Regions from separate parts of the Rattus norvegicus genome. Here region 2 is linked to region 1. A link is a contact called in public Hi-C data. All regions are on one chromosome and are shown on one strand. The core of a region is the stretch at or near the end of the contact, and the rest is flanking DNA. Distances in the headings are between cores, read along the strand shown. Region 1 holds the start of 1700001K19Rikl (RIKEN cDNA 1700001K19 gene like). Region 2 holds the start of Mok (MOK protein kinase).

What was found. Hi-C and Micro-C count contacts between places; a contact is called where the count stands out from the background.
Region 2: a Hi-C map of the A7r5 cell line shows a contact between it and region 1, with 5 times the contacts expected there. The contact joins the promoter of Mok here to the promoter of 1700001K19Rikl in region 1. A contact is called at or near these places in 4 of 12 Hi-C or Micro-C datasets (the A7r5 cell line, Schwann cells, liver and 1 more) and 1 of 1 datasets of contacts at active chromatin or transcription factors (oligodendrocytes).

What each region holds. Positions count from the first base shown.
Region 1 is chr6:135,512,039-135,519,169 of GRCr8, forward strand. 1700001K19Rikl (RIKEN cDNA 1700001K19 gene like) reads right to left here and starts at 2,775. Exons shown (of 6, transcript NM_001134526.1): 1 at 2,731-2,775.
Region 2 is chr6:135,674,001-135,680,570 of GRCr8, forward strand. It overlaps Mok (MOK protein kinase), which reads right to left and starts at 1,894. Exons shown (of 12, transcript NM_001395110.1): 1 at 1,690-1,894. The coding sequence starts at 1,696. LOC108351302 (a long non-coding RNA gene) reads left to right here and starts at 1,874. Exons shown (of 3, transcript XR_001838583.3): 1 at 1,874-2,235; 2 at 5,019-5,138.

The DNA of each region.
Region 1 (7,131 bases), core at 1,525-4,024:
GTGCCAAGAGGATTAACCTGGGTGTCAACTGCAAATCAGAGATGGGTTCTCCAAGGAACTGATGTAGTCGCTGTCTCAGAATGCTCAGCTGTGGGAGAGCAGACGCCCACATTTTATTTGCAGCCACCCACCCAGAGGCACGAAGCACACGTTCATTCAAATCCGCTCCCCCACCCCCGTGCTTTCTGGGCAAAGCTGCATCATCTCCAAGTCCCCGGCTGGGATCAATGCTTGGGAAACACACACTTTGTCAGAGCAGATAGGTCTGAGACAGCGAGTTACCCTGCATCAGATGAGGTGTCCTTTGCCCCACAGTGAGAACCTTCTGAGGGACCCCAGGCTCCATATTTAGTGCATAAATCATTAATTTTTCTAAGATTGACACTCTGTTCTCTACTAGGTACTATTTTGATCAAATATCTCTTATGTCTGTTTTGGTTTTTGAAATGATGCCTACACCCTGACCTTCTGAGGGTCGGAGGACCAACCTCCGAGAACCGGTTCTCCTTTCACTGGGCAGGCTTTGGCAGTGCCTAGGCTGGCTGAGCCGTTTTCCTAGTGGAATTCTAGTAAGAATGCTTACATCTAGGGCAAGCATCAGAATGAGAGAGTTGTTTTTTCATTGAATCTAGAATGCACAGTTGTTTTCTAGAAGTGTGTTGACCTTGAAGAAATCATTGTAGAAAACAGCGGTTGTGTTGTTATCTATAGAGTTGTTTCCTGTAGGGCCTCTGGTCACAAGCCGGTCTGGCTGTACCGGGATCGTCTTACTTTTGGGTCCTGCAAACTGCACAGTGAGGGTAAAGTGGCGGGCGAGATGCTTTCGGTCAGGAAACCTAGAGATCAGGTGTGAGCTTTAGTACGAGGAGCTTGTTTTACACCCCCTCCCCCCAAAAAGTTTATATAACAATCAATAAATGTGCTTCTGGGGCTGGAGAGATGGCTCAGCAGTTAAGAGCACTGACTGCTCTTCCAGAGGTCCTGAGTTCAATTCCCAGCAACCACATGGTGGCTCACAACCATCTGTAATGGGATCCGATGCCCTCTTCTGGTGTGCATGAAAACAGCTACAGTGTACTCATATAAATAAAAATAAATACATCTTTAAAAACAAAATGTCAGGGGTTGGGGATTTAGCTCAGTGGTAGAGCGCTTGCCTCCCAAGCGCAAGGCCCTGGGTTCGGTCCCCAGCTCCGAAAAAAAGAAAAAGAAGAAGAAGAAAAAAAAAAAAGTCAAAACCAGGGGTGTAACAGTGGTAGCATGGTCACCTAGCACCCGCATGACTCGGGGTTGAGTCTGCAACACAGGGTTCAGAGCAACGGGGAAAGGTAAGGGGGGGTGGCAAACTATCAGTCCAAGTCCGAGACAAGTTGACCAACCTCTAAAGAGACAAACACCCCTGAAAGTCTCCTCCCCATAGGGCATGGAAGTCGGCCTCTCCTGAGGAACCTGGGTTTTAGCAGAGCCTCTCAGACAGGCCTGTCCACAGTGAGGCTGCAACTGGGGTTTTAGTTCTGATTCCAAGTCAGTTTTGTCTCGAGGAAACTTCAAGTAAAAATAGTATTTTTAGACGCCCCACCCCCAGCCCGCCATGGCTTTGCATGTAGATGCTAATCCGTCGCATTAATTCCAAGATGCCCCAGAATTCTCCTATGCGTTCAGGGGGGAGGAGAGGGGTGTCCATGCTCTCTGAAAGCCACTCAACCCTACTCATCGCCGGGCCCTTCCCAAACCCCACTCTTCATGCCCAGAGCAACGAAGGGACCCCTCCGTCATCAACCCACCTCACAGCAAGGTTCCCTGAAGTAGTCAAGGCCTGGAAAAGGCAGGAGGACAGGGACACCTACCCTGAGGGGTCACATCTTCATTTTCAAAGGATAGTGCCCCCATGTTTAATCTGGGTGGAGCCTCCTCTTATCCAGTGTTAGCTGTCTGTCTAAGCTCCGCCCCCAGTTACCTGGCAACAGTCGGTATGCTCCGCCCCCACAGTTACCTGGCAATAGCCAGGTATGCCTGACGGTATAACAGGGGCTGCTTGCCCTCTCCTCACTCTCTTGCTCCCTCTTGCTCTTCTCTTCCCCTTTGCCCCCTCTCTCCCCAGTCCCCTCCACCCTTCTCTCCACGTGCTCATGGCCGGCCTCTATTCCTCTCCTTCTCTACTCTTATTTCTCTACTTCTCTCTCTGCCCCTACCACCCTCTTAACTCCCCTCCCCATCCCCTGAATAAACGAATCTATACTGTACCGTCGTGTGGCTGGTTCCTCAGGGGGAAGGGTTGTCTCAGCATGGGCCCACTAAGGCACCCCCTTTTCTCGGACCTCCAAAGAACATATCCTACCTCTCTATCTTTTTATAAAGACAACATTGGTGCTGAAACCCGGGACATAGCCTCTCCTATACACATCATCCGGGACCTTCCTTCCACACACACCCATCCTACCCTGTCCTTTACAAGTGCCTGCGGGGAGAGTGGCTTCAGTGAAGGACCACATACCTGTCAGAACACCTGCAGCCACATCTGTTCAGAGATCCAAACTGGACCACACTTAACTCCAAGAAGTCGGCCGGAATTTAGGTGGTTAGTTCCTAACAGTTGCTAGGCAGGGGCCACTGAGTTAGGGCTCTTTGAACCTGGCGGGCAGCCAGAGCGGTCTTGGGGCTGACAGTTATTTAAAGCAGCTTGTTAGCTTCAAGCATCTGGTGTGGAGGGCAAGGACTGTCTAGACTTACATCCTGGATGGGATGTTCATTTTGGTTCCCAGGGAATCACCCCAGGGAGTCAAGAAGGGAGGAGGCAGATATCCTGTGCTTTAGGCCTGCATGACGTCACAGGTATCTCCATGGCAACACAGTGTGCATGTTTCTGGGGCAGTGTCTGGGGAGAGCTACACATGTCCACTCAGGACCCTAGGCCGTAAATCATAGCTCCCAGCTCCCCTCCCTCAGTTCTTGTTGCCCCTAGTTCTGCACCTGCCTGCTCCACAGGGCATGCATAGTCCTACCTACCCTGTGCACATAGGCCTGATCCTTAGGCCACAGACCTCCTCAAAGCTTCCCTTCCTTGGGCACACTCTACTGGGGTGCACTTAAGACCAAAGAGGCCACCAAGACTTTGGGGACTGTCCTGTGCTCTAGAGCAGCTTCCCAATTCTCATTCTGGCCACAGAACTGGGCCTCCCCTCTGGTGGCATACTATGGTTTTGTCACACCCTGCCACCCGACCTCCACCTCCCCTCACAGTCACTCTTCCTTCTGTGGGACACTGGGGTTAAAGGAGCCAAGCCCCTCTGCTGTCTGTGCAGAAGTTGTTTGCATGTTATTTTCTTTTTATTTTATGTATATGAATACACTGTCATTATCTTCAGACACACCAGAAGAGGGCATCAGATCCCATTACAGATGGTTGTGAGCCACCATGTGGTTGCTGGGATTTGAACTCAGGACCTCTGGGCAGTCAGTGCTCTTAACCACTGAGCCTTCTCTCCAGCCCCTGGGAACCACTTTCAAAGGCACAGGCACAACCAAGGGATGTCCTTTCTCATCCATAGCTTAAGTGCCCCAGGAGTTCAAAGTTCCCAGGGCAACTGAGGGATGGCATGGCAATAAACCAGAAAATAACATGGGGACAGTATTTCCTAGGCCTCTTCCCTACTCCCCAACTCTTCTGTTCTCTTTGGCCCCTCTTCCATATTTCTTGACCTTGGCAGCTGACACAGACGTCCTACCTAGGGCTGAGACCTCAACAGTCACCTATCCTTGGCGCTTTGACAGTTGCCAGCCTGTATTTGCTGGCCACAGCACCAAGAGTCTGGCTAAGGCTGAAAGCGGCACTAACCTGTGATAGAAGCATAAAGTCAGACAAGTCCATTTAGCAGAACGGTAGTAGGCTCTCCCTGGGGCCTAGGACCTCCTGAGCCACAGGATTTTGACAGGTTCACAGTACCAGGGATGACTTTTCTCCTGTGGAGAACACCTCAGATCCAACCAGAGGGTGATTGGTTGCCCCTGGAACCTTCACGAAACTGTTGCACCAGAGGGCACTTGATGCCGGAAGTTGGTATTGGAGCACACAAGGATCCAGCCACCATGCTGGCTTACTGTGCTGGCTAAGCCACCAATGGCTTTTCTTCCACCTCCTCCCCCATAGCCTACACAAGTCCTTTTTAGCACAAGTTTCCAGCTTGGTGTCAGCTTGATCTCTGTCCTGCAAGCTCAATGCTGCCTTCTGCAATAGTCTTACTAGCTAGCACTGGGGAACCAGAGCAATGGCAGTACTGTGTGTATTTGAAAGCTTTCAGGGTCTCCCTGACCAATTCTTTGGTATTTTTAATATCCATTTGGATTTTATGTGTATGGGTGATCTCACCACTTGTATATGCCTGGTGCCTGTGGAGGCCAGAAGAGGAAATCAGATGCCCTAGGACTGGAGTTACAGTTGTGAAGCACCAAGTGGGTGCTGGGAATTGAACCCAGGCCCTCTGAAAGAGCAGCCAATGCTCTTAACCACTGAGCCATCACTTTACTGCCCAATAATTTATTTTTCTAAAACAGGGTCTCCAGTCTCATGTGGCCCAGGTCAGCCTTGAATTCACCGTGTAGCCCAAGACAATCCTCCTGTCTCCACTTACTCCTGAGTGCTGGGATTACAGGCATGTATGATCAGCCATCTTACAAGGTGCTGTTTACTGCTCTGGTTGACTGTGGGGACCTGGGAGAGTGGAGCCTAAAAATGAGGCAGACTAAATCTCATGCAATAGCCAGCTTCATTCAGAGCGTCAGGCGGGTTTATACTCTGAGTGTCGAGTGGTCGCCTGAGTGTCGCTCTCACAAGTTCAAGTTGTATAGAATCACAAGGATAAGCCCCACGTGGCCAAAAGGTTTTCCAGGGAGGCTACCAACAAATAGCATGGTCAGCTGGAGCGAATCCTCTGAAGTAAACTCACTCCTCTGCTCCCCCTAGGGCAGCTAGTGCATCCCACAGCCCATGCTGTGGTTTTGAAGAAAACTGAGATGGCAAGACTCTTGTTTTCTCGCACGCTCTCAGAATTGCCATCCCGTGACTCCCTTCTTGGACAGTGTTCTGACAGAGCTGTGGACACACGACAGGGCTTAGTGCACACCGGGTTAGCGCTCTGCCGAGTTACAATGCCTACGCTTTGGGGCAGGTGCTTTACTCTATTCCGTTTGGCTTTGAGGCGGGGTCTCACTCTGTATCCTAGGCTGGCTTCAATACTCAAGATACCCTTGCCTCAGTCTCCCGAGGGTTTCTGTAGAACAGTGAAAACCAACTATCCGTGCGTCCCTTAGTCTTCTCCCGTGTTGCTCAGCATGTTTAATTGCTATCAACTAGAATTACCGGGCTTGTCTAGTTCCAGGACAGTTAGGCTTTCTTTTTTTTTCCTCTCCCCACCCCCGGAGCTGCGGACCGAACCCCACTGAGCTAAATCCCCAACCCCAGTTAGGCTTTCTTGAATTTTCCATGCCACCCATACAGGACATTTATATACATTTCTTCTAAGGGTAAGCAGGCAAAATGTCTCCAGTTCAAGCCAGTTCTAACTCAGGGGAAGCGTAACTTCTCAGCTATGCCAAACTTCTGTCCAAGGTGAAGGGTCACAGAGTATACTGTCTTGTAAGACCTAGATGGTTTTATTTTTTTTATTTTTATTTTTTTTTAAGATTTATTTATTATGTATACAGCGTTGCACATGCATGTACACGTGCAGGCCAGAAGAGGGCACCAGATCTCATTATAGATGGTTGTGAGCCACCATGTGGTTGCTGGGAACTGAACTCATGACCTCTGGAAGAGCAGTCAGTGCTCTTAACCACTGAGCCATCTCTCCAGCCCGATGGTTTTATTTTGTTTGGTGATTTCTTTAGTATTTGAGACAGGCTCTCACATGTAGTCCTGCCTGTAACTCAGAGGATAGGCCCGGAACTCATTATGTTGATCAGGCTGGTCTTGAACTCCCAGAGATCTGCCTGACTGAATGCTGGGATTAATGTCACATCCCCACTGAGCCCAGCCATCAGACTTCACTTGAAAATCCACTTCCTGGGGCTGGTGAGATGGATGGCTCAACAGGTAAAGGCCCTTGCTGCCGAGTCTGACCACCTGGACCTGTCTGATCTCTGGAGAACAGACCCCTGAAAGCTGTCTTTGCACACACACACACACACACACACACACACACACACACACACACACACACAAAATTAAGAATTAAAGTCTTTTAAAAATGAATAAAATGGGAGCTGGAGGGCTGGCTCAGCAGTTAAGAGCACCGACTGCTCTTCTAGAGGTCCTGAATTCAATTCCCAGCAACCACATGATGGCTCACAACCTTCTGTAATGGGATCTGATGCCCTCTTCTGGTGTATCTGAAGACAGCTACAGTGTACTCATATAAAAATATATCTTTTTAAAAAATGAATAAAATGTACCCCTTGTGCTCTCTCCTGGTCCACAAGGGGCTTGGGAGACTGACTGGTTCTGTCTACTGACCCTCATGAAGGGGAAGGAGATGGAGACAACAGAAGTCATAGGAATTTGTAGCTGTTGTATAAAATTCCTCTAAGATTGGAACATCCCATCCTGCAGGGAAGCTCTTTATACAGGAGGTAAACAACTCGAAATAGTGGTTCCTGAAACTGACCAGATTCACTAGGCCCCGCCCACCAGTAAGTCCAGACAGCCAGGCTTCCTGGATGACCAGCTGAGGCCCTGGACAGGACACTCTCTCCAACACATTGAGTTGCCTGTAAGCTGTGCACTGTGCTCCAGGTTCCCAGGTTTGTGAGCTGTCTGTTACCCATGCTGGGGTGGGCTGTGGTGATACAGCTGTCTTTGTGTCATTTCTGCTCCTGTTAAGTAACCTCCCACCCATACCCCTAGAAGTAACCCCAATAAAACTCACGGCTCACCAAGTTGGACCTTGGTGGCATCTGAACTTTGGTGTGTTATGGGCTCCCTATCTGGGGTGAGCAGATGTGTGGTCTCTCCCCAGGAAAGCTTTTGTCGCAGCAGTTGGTTTGGGTTTACAAGCAGAGGAAAAACGGAGCGGTATTCAGGTAGTCAATGAGATCAGGGTTCATTTCAACCATTCAACCATTCAAAAGTTGGCTAAC
Region 2 (6,570 bases), core at 644-3,143, 160 kb after region 1:
TACAGGATATAATGGATTGGTTACAGGAAACACAGACTTTCACTATTTTTCTACCATCATTTCTCTGCATATTTTTAGACTGGCTTGCATTAGATCCTAGGAATTAGAAGGTCTAACTGCTGTTTGAGTAACTGACTTGAGTTTCACTTAAAAAAAAAAATGTTATCCAGGCAATGGCAGTGCACACCTTTAATCCCAGCACTCAAGAAGCAGAGGCACACAGACATCTATGGGTTCTAAGCCAGCCTGGACTACAGAGCTAGTTCCAGGGCAGCCAGGGCTACACAGAGAAACCCTGTCTTGAAAAACCAAAATAAAATAATTAAGGACAGCTGGAGGGATGGCTCAACGTTTAAGAGCACTTGTTGCTCTTACAGAGGACAGGATTTGGTCCCGGACCATGGTGGTCCACGAATGACTGTGACTTCAGTCCTAAAGGATCCCTGTTCTGGCCCTGTATCCACATGTATCCTACATGTAGGTACTGCATCCACATGCTACACAAGCATACCTGCAAGCAAACACACACACCACACACACACACATATAATAGGTATATATTAAAAATTTTTAATTAATATTAGCATATAAATTTGCATTTTATGATATATCTGGCTTTAAACTTTTCTTAAAGATTTACTTATTTATTATATATAAGCATACTATAGTTGTCTTCAGACACACCAGAAGAGGGCATCGGATCCCATTACAGATGGTTGTGAGCCACCATGTGGTTGCTGACAGGACCTCTGCCTCTGAGCGCTGGGAATGAATGTGCCCGTCACTCCCCTCAAGGCCACATTAACCTTTCTTAAAGAGAGGGACACAATAACACAAGACTAAAGGGTTGGGGGCTAGAGAGATGGCTCAGTGGCTGAGAGCACCGACTGCTTCCAGAGGGTCAAATCCCAGCAACCATATGGTGGCTCACAACCATCAGTAATGAGATCTGATGCCCTCTTCTGGTGTGTCTAAAGACAGTGACAGTGTAATCATATACATAAAATAAATCAAAAGACTAAAGGGTGAATGAGATGACTCATTTTAAAAATGTTATGTAATTTATGGTACATAGGAATTACTGCACAGCAATTAAAATGTAGTGTAAATTTAACATTATGGCTACAGCGAACACAATCTAAAATCTTCACGGCAAGAGACTGCACTTCTGCCTACAACTATAGAAGGCAATCAGAACCGTGTAGGTAGGAAAATCAAACAGCTGTCCCAACACATCCGACTTGTTTGGTAGTCGCACTTGGATTCCAGGTTACCCACAAACCCGGCACGGAAATAAGTCCGTTTTTTCAGTCCTTCTGTTTTCTAGAAAGACTGCCTCATCTCCCAACTTCTAAGCAACTGTTTTAAATTCCGCCGGTAGGCTGCTTTCAAAAACACAACTGCTTGACTCAAAAAGTAAGATACATGGCCCAGCTTCCCTCTCGAACGCGTTTAAGTTGCTGTACCTAAGGGGCAGCGCTCAGAGCCGACAGCCAATGTTTGAGAATTTTAGGTTTCAATCCAACGAACAAATGAACGAACGAACAAATGAGTGAATGAATGAAACGACACTCAACTCCTCAAACTCCAGCATAACCGGTTGCCTTGTCCCGGGATACCCCGGCCGGCCTCAGGCGGCGCCGACCCACAGGCCCCGGGAACCCTCAGCCCTTTCCCGGCCCCACTCACTCTTCATCCTGAACGCGGATGACGCCGTCAGCCCCTGGTCGCCCCGGGCCGAAAAGAAAAGAGGAGACTGTGGTAAAGGCCTTCTCCTTTCCAGAGGTGGCTTCCGGCTCGAGGACCTTCGCAGTGGTCCCTGGCTGGGGAGCGTTAGGATCCAGCCGCCATATTGTATTCCTGTCGCCCTGGCAACCGCCAGACCCTTAGGAGGGAGGGGTTTTCCTGAGACAGGCGTGTACGCATGCTCCAAGTGGGGTTGGGAGGCTGAAGAGAAGCTCCGCTGTTCACGCATGCGCAGTGCGGTCTGCCGCCTCGGTTTGGTCGCTAAGTAACCTCTCGCTACTTTAAATTTAAGTATAATTTCTTACCTTAGTGAGTAGGCGACCTTGGCGGAACTGGATCTTCCCAGCTCTCCTGAGAATGTAACGATGTTGAGCCTGATTCGAGAACAATTTCTTTGAGCTTCAACTGACTGTAACGCTAGTTGGAGCCTGTTCTTGCCAACAGTAGAGCATCAACGCAGCCTGATATATAGCGACTGCTGTGTAATTTGTAAGTTTTACTGTTTAATTAAACAAACATTTAGTTTGCTACAAGCAGTGTTGCAGGCGTTGGAGATATATGAAAAGCAGCCTAGACAAGATCCCTAAATTCTCGTTACTGTAAAGTGAGGTTGAAAAATTCTCACCCGAACGGGTTGCAGTGAAGACTAAATAAGATGTCCCTGGTGTCCACCCAATTCCTGGGGGCATTTACCTGAGGCCTGATAGGGTCTGTCACACCTCAAGTGCTTAATAAATGTTTGTCCAAATACCAAGGGATATTAGCACCTGTCACCTCTGTATCATTCCTATCTGTCTAGGGGTAAGCCTGATTTTAAGTATTAAGGATTCAGGGTACTGGGGAGATGGCTCAGTGGTTAGGAGCACTGACTGCTCTTCCAGAGGACCTGAGTTTAAATCCCAGCAACCATATAGTGGCTCACAACCATCTATAATTAGATCTGATGCCCCCTTCTGCTGTATCTGAAGACAACTACAGTGTTCTTGTATATATATAATCTTTTTTAAAAAAATATTGAGGGGGCTGGAGAGATGGCTCAGTGGTTAAGAGCACTGACTGCTCTTCCCGAGGTCTTGAGTTCAATTCCCAGCACCCACATGGTGGCTCACAACCATCCATAATGAGATCTGATGTCCTCTTCTCATGTGTCTGAAGACAGTGACAGTGTACTCACATACATATAATAAATAAATCTTTTTAAAAAAAGAATTTGTATAAAAAAAAAGTATTGAGGATTCAGGACAAATGTTACCCTTTGACCCAATTAAAACAGGCAGTGGGAGCGGTATTTTTGCTGTCTTGGGCAGTAGAAGCCATATGTCCTGTTGTTGGAGTCCCAGGGTAGCAAAGGGCTTTGCCAAGGTCTCCTACTGGTGGGCCCCTGAACTCAGACACCAGCCCATGGCTTCCAGCTCCTCCTATGCTTCCCCTACACCCAGAAGAAATTGGGCAAAAAGGGTTTCAACATGTACATATTTTATGGAGGGGTGTGTTTCAAATTGACCTGGAACAGCTGATGTGTTTTAGCAAATCAGAAGCAACATCTGAAAAGGCCTTCTGTTGTCTATTTGTCTTTTTTAATCGTCTAACAGTTTTGATATGCATGTGTTGCTCACTGAAACATTTAAAATTCTGATTTCCCTACTTGTTCACCATTTCCCCATCTCACCCAAAGCCCAGAACCCACAAGCAGGACTTCAGTTTCTATATGGGAAATGTTCTGCCCTCCTCATGTCTGTGTTTTCCAGGGCCTTAACTCAAAATTTAAAAATGTGAAAAGGTAAAAGGACAAAGGCATGGACGAGGCTAGAACTCAGCGATTGGACTCTGCGTTGTGTGCGTAAAGCCCTGAGTCTGATCACTACAGAGCCACTACAGAGGGGAGAACGCGCTTAGAGGCGTGGAGCCTCAAAGAGAGTGGAAGGCCAAAAGGATCAACTCAGGCTGTCTGGCCACCCTGAGGACTAGAATTCCAGAAAGAGCAAAAGATACAGAGGAAAGGGAGTTAGCAGGCATTTGTGCTGTTAGTCCCAACACTGGGGGTTGGGGTCGGGGTCGGGGGTGGAGGCAGGCAGGTCTCTGGGAGTTCAAGGCTAGCCTGGTCTACATAGTTCCAGCTACATAGACTTTGGAAAATGCTTTTTTTATCCTTGGCCACTTCAGTTTTCCTGTACTGTGACTCTTTCCACCAGACCTTCTGATACAGAAGCAGGAGACAATGCCACTGTCTCTACTGTAAACTGTCTTTCTTAAATCCTCTAGCTCCCAGTGTGATAACCTTGAGATAGACCAACAGAAGCACAGGGTTGGGCAGTCATCGAATCGTGGTACTCAATTGACCGTCGGAGCTGTCAGCAGATTATTGCTTTTTTTTTTTTTTTTTTTGGTTCTTTTTTTCGGAGCTGGGGACCGAACCCAGGGCCTTGCGCTTCCTAGGCAAGCGCTCTACCACTGAGCTAAATCCCCAAGCCCCGATTATTGCTTTTTCAATAAGCCAAATACTTTATCTCTTCATATGACCTCCACAGCCAAGAGTTTTAAACACTTGTTTTGGGCTGGAGAGATGGCTCAGTGGTTAAGAGCACCGACTGCTCTTCCCAAGGTCCTGAGTTCAAATCCCAGCAACCACATGATGGCTCACAACCATCTGAAATGAGTCTGATGCCCTCTTCTGGTGTGTCTGAAGATAGCGACAGTGTAACCATAATATATAATAAATAAATAAAATATTTAAAAAAAAACAAAAAAAACACTTGTTTTATCTTTAGCTTGTGTGTGCCTTTGTCTCCAGACATTGCGTAGAGGAGCCTAAGGAGGCCAGAGGAACCAGAGCCCCTGGATCCGGAGCTGCAGGTGATTGCTGGGAATTGACCTGTCCTTTGCAAGAGCAGTGGCTTATCTTAATCTCTGACCTTCCCTTCCCCCACCCCCCGCACCCTAGCTTCACTAGAATGTTCCCAGAACGCGCAGCATGTTTTCAAACCCAGAGTCTCAGGTAAGCTCAAGGAGCGCTTTAGGATTCCCAATATCTGATGGACGCCTGCTCAGTGCCTGCTAGTCATACGCACTTAGGCTCTAAACAGCAAAAGCCTCACAGCAACAAGCCAACAAGCCAGTCACCACAAAGCGTAGGCAGAGATGGTGACAAGTTTCTAAAGTGTTAAGGGGAAAAGTTGGTCATATCTCAAAGTTTTGGTTCTGGTATCGCATTGAATTTACTGGCCGTAAAAGACAGCAGTGTGCCCTTCTAATTGCTTCTAGTTCTCTTCTAGAAGTCTCCAGTTGTTGGTCTGGTGGGGGCAGAAGCAAAATGGGATCACACACGCAAGGAGGACTCGACACCTTCCAAGAGTCCCCAATTGGATGTTGGATGTCCAGAATCCAAATGAAAGGTAAGTGGGGGAGACAACACCCTGGGGCTGGGAGGAGAGAGATTCGGCACAGACGAGGAGGAACGGGATCTGAAACAGCATGGGAAAGGCTAGGGCCATGAGTTGGGCAGCACGCATGGAGAACAGCCAACCCAAGTTGTAGCAAGAAGCCCTAGAAGGCATCTCCAGCTAAGAGCAGCTAAGAGCAGCAAAGAACAGCACGACTGCTCTCCGGTCTTCTGCATTTGACTATTTAAGAAAGGGATTCGAGGGCTGGTTAGATGGCTCAGTGGTTAAGAGCACTGACTGCTCTCCCAGAGGTCCTGAGTTCAAATCCCAGCAACCACATGGTGGCTCGCAACTATCTGTAATCCCTCTTCTGGTGTTTCTGAAAACAGCTACAGTGTACTTATATATATAAAATAAATAAATAAATCTTGGGGTTGGGGATTTAGCTCAGTGGTAGAGCGCTTGCTTAGCAAGCGCAAGGCCCTGGGTTCGGTCCCCAGCTCTGAAAAAAAGAAAAAAAAATAAATAAATCTTTAAAAAGGGGGGGGGGAAGAAAGGGATTCGGGGTTTCTGAAAACATGGCGAATGTTCCTGAGACCTGCCGGACATTCTGCAAGAAATGTGGGAAGCCCCAACCCCACAAGGACGCAGTACAAGAAGGGCAAGGATTCTTTGTCTGCCCAAGGAAAGCAGTGTTATGACAGGAAACAGAGTGGCTATGGCAGGCAGACGAAGCCCATTTTCCGCAAAACATCTAAAAAGTCTAAGAAGATTGTGCTGAGACTGGAGTGCGTTGAGCCTAACTGCAGATCTAAGAGGACGATGGCTATTGAGAGGTGCAAGCATTTTGAACTGGGAGGTGGCAAGAAGAGAAAGGGCCAGGTGATCCAGTTCTAAGCCATTTTTGCTATGATGACAGCAAAATCTTGACCTTTCACCCCTTTAAAAAAAAAGAAAAAGAAAAAGAAAGGAATTCTGGCTGGAGAGATGGCTGAGTGGTAAAGAGCACTGACTGCTCTTCCAGAGATCCTGAGTTCAAATTCCAGAAACCACATGGTAGCTTACAACCATCTGCAATGAGATCTGATGCCCTCTTCTGGTGTGTCTGAAGACAGCTACAATTACTTATACATAATAAATAAATCTTTAAAAAAAAGAAAGGAGGGGCTGGGGATTTAGCTCAGTGGTAGAGCGCTTACCTAGGAAGCGCAAGGCCCTGGGTTCGGTCCCCAGCTCCGAAAAAAAGAACAGAAAAAAAAAAAAAAGAAAGGAATTCAATAATCCAGGCAGATCAACAACTCTCATATAAAAAGCTAAACAATGAAACACAGGGTGACACAAAAAAATTCTACTGGAAAGAAACAAATCGGCTGGGGGTGCCCTAATTTCGTAGTTTGTTTAGCTCGTATGAAGGGTTAGATTCCCAGCATGGCATTAAAAATCA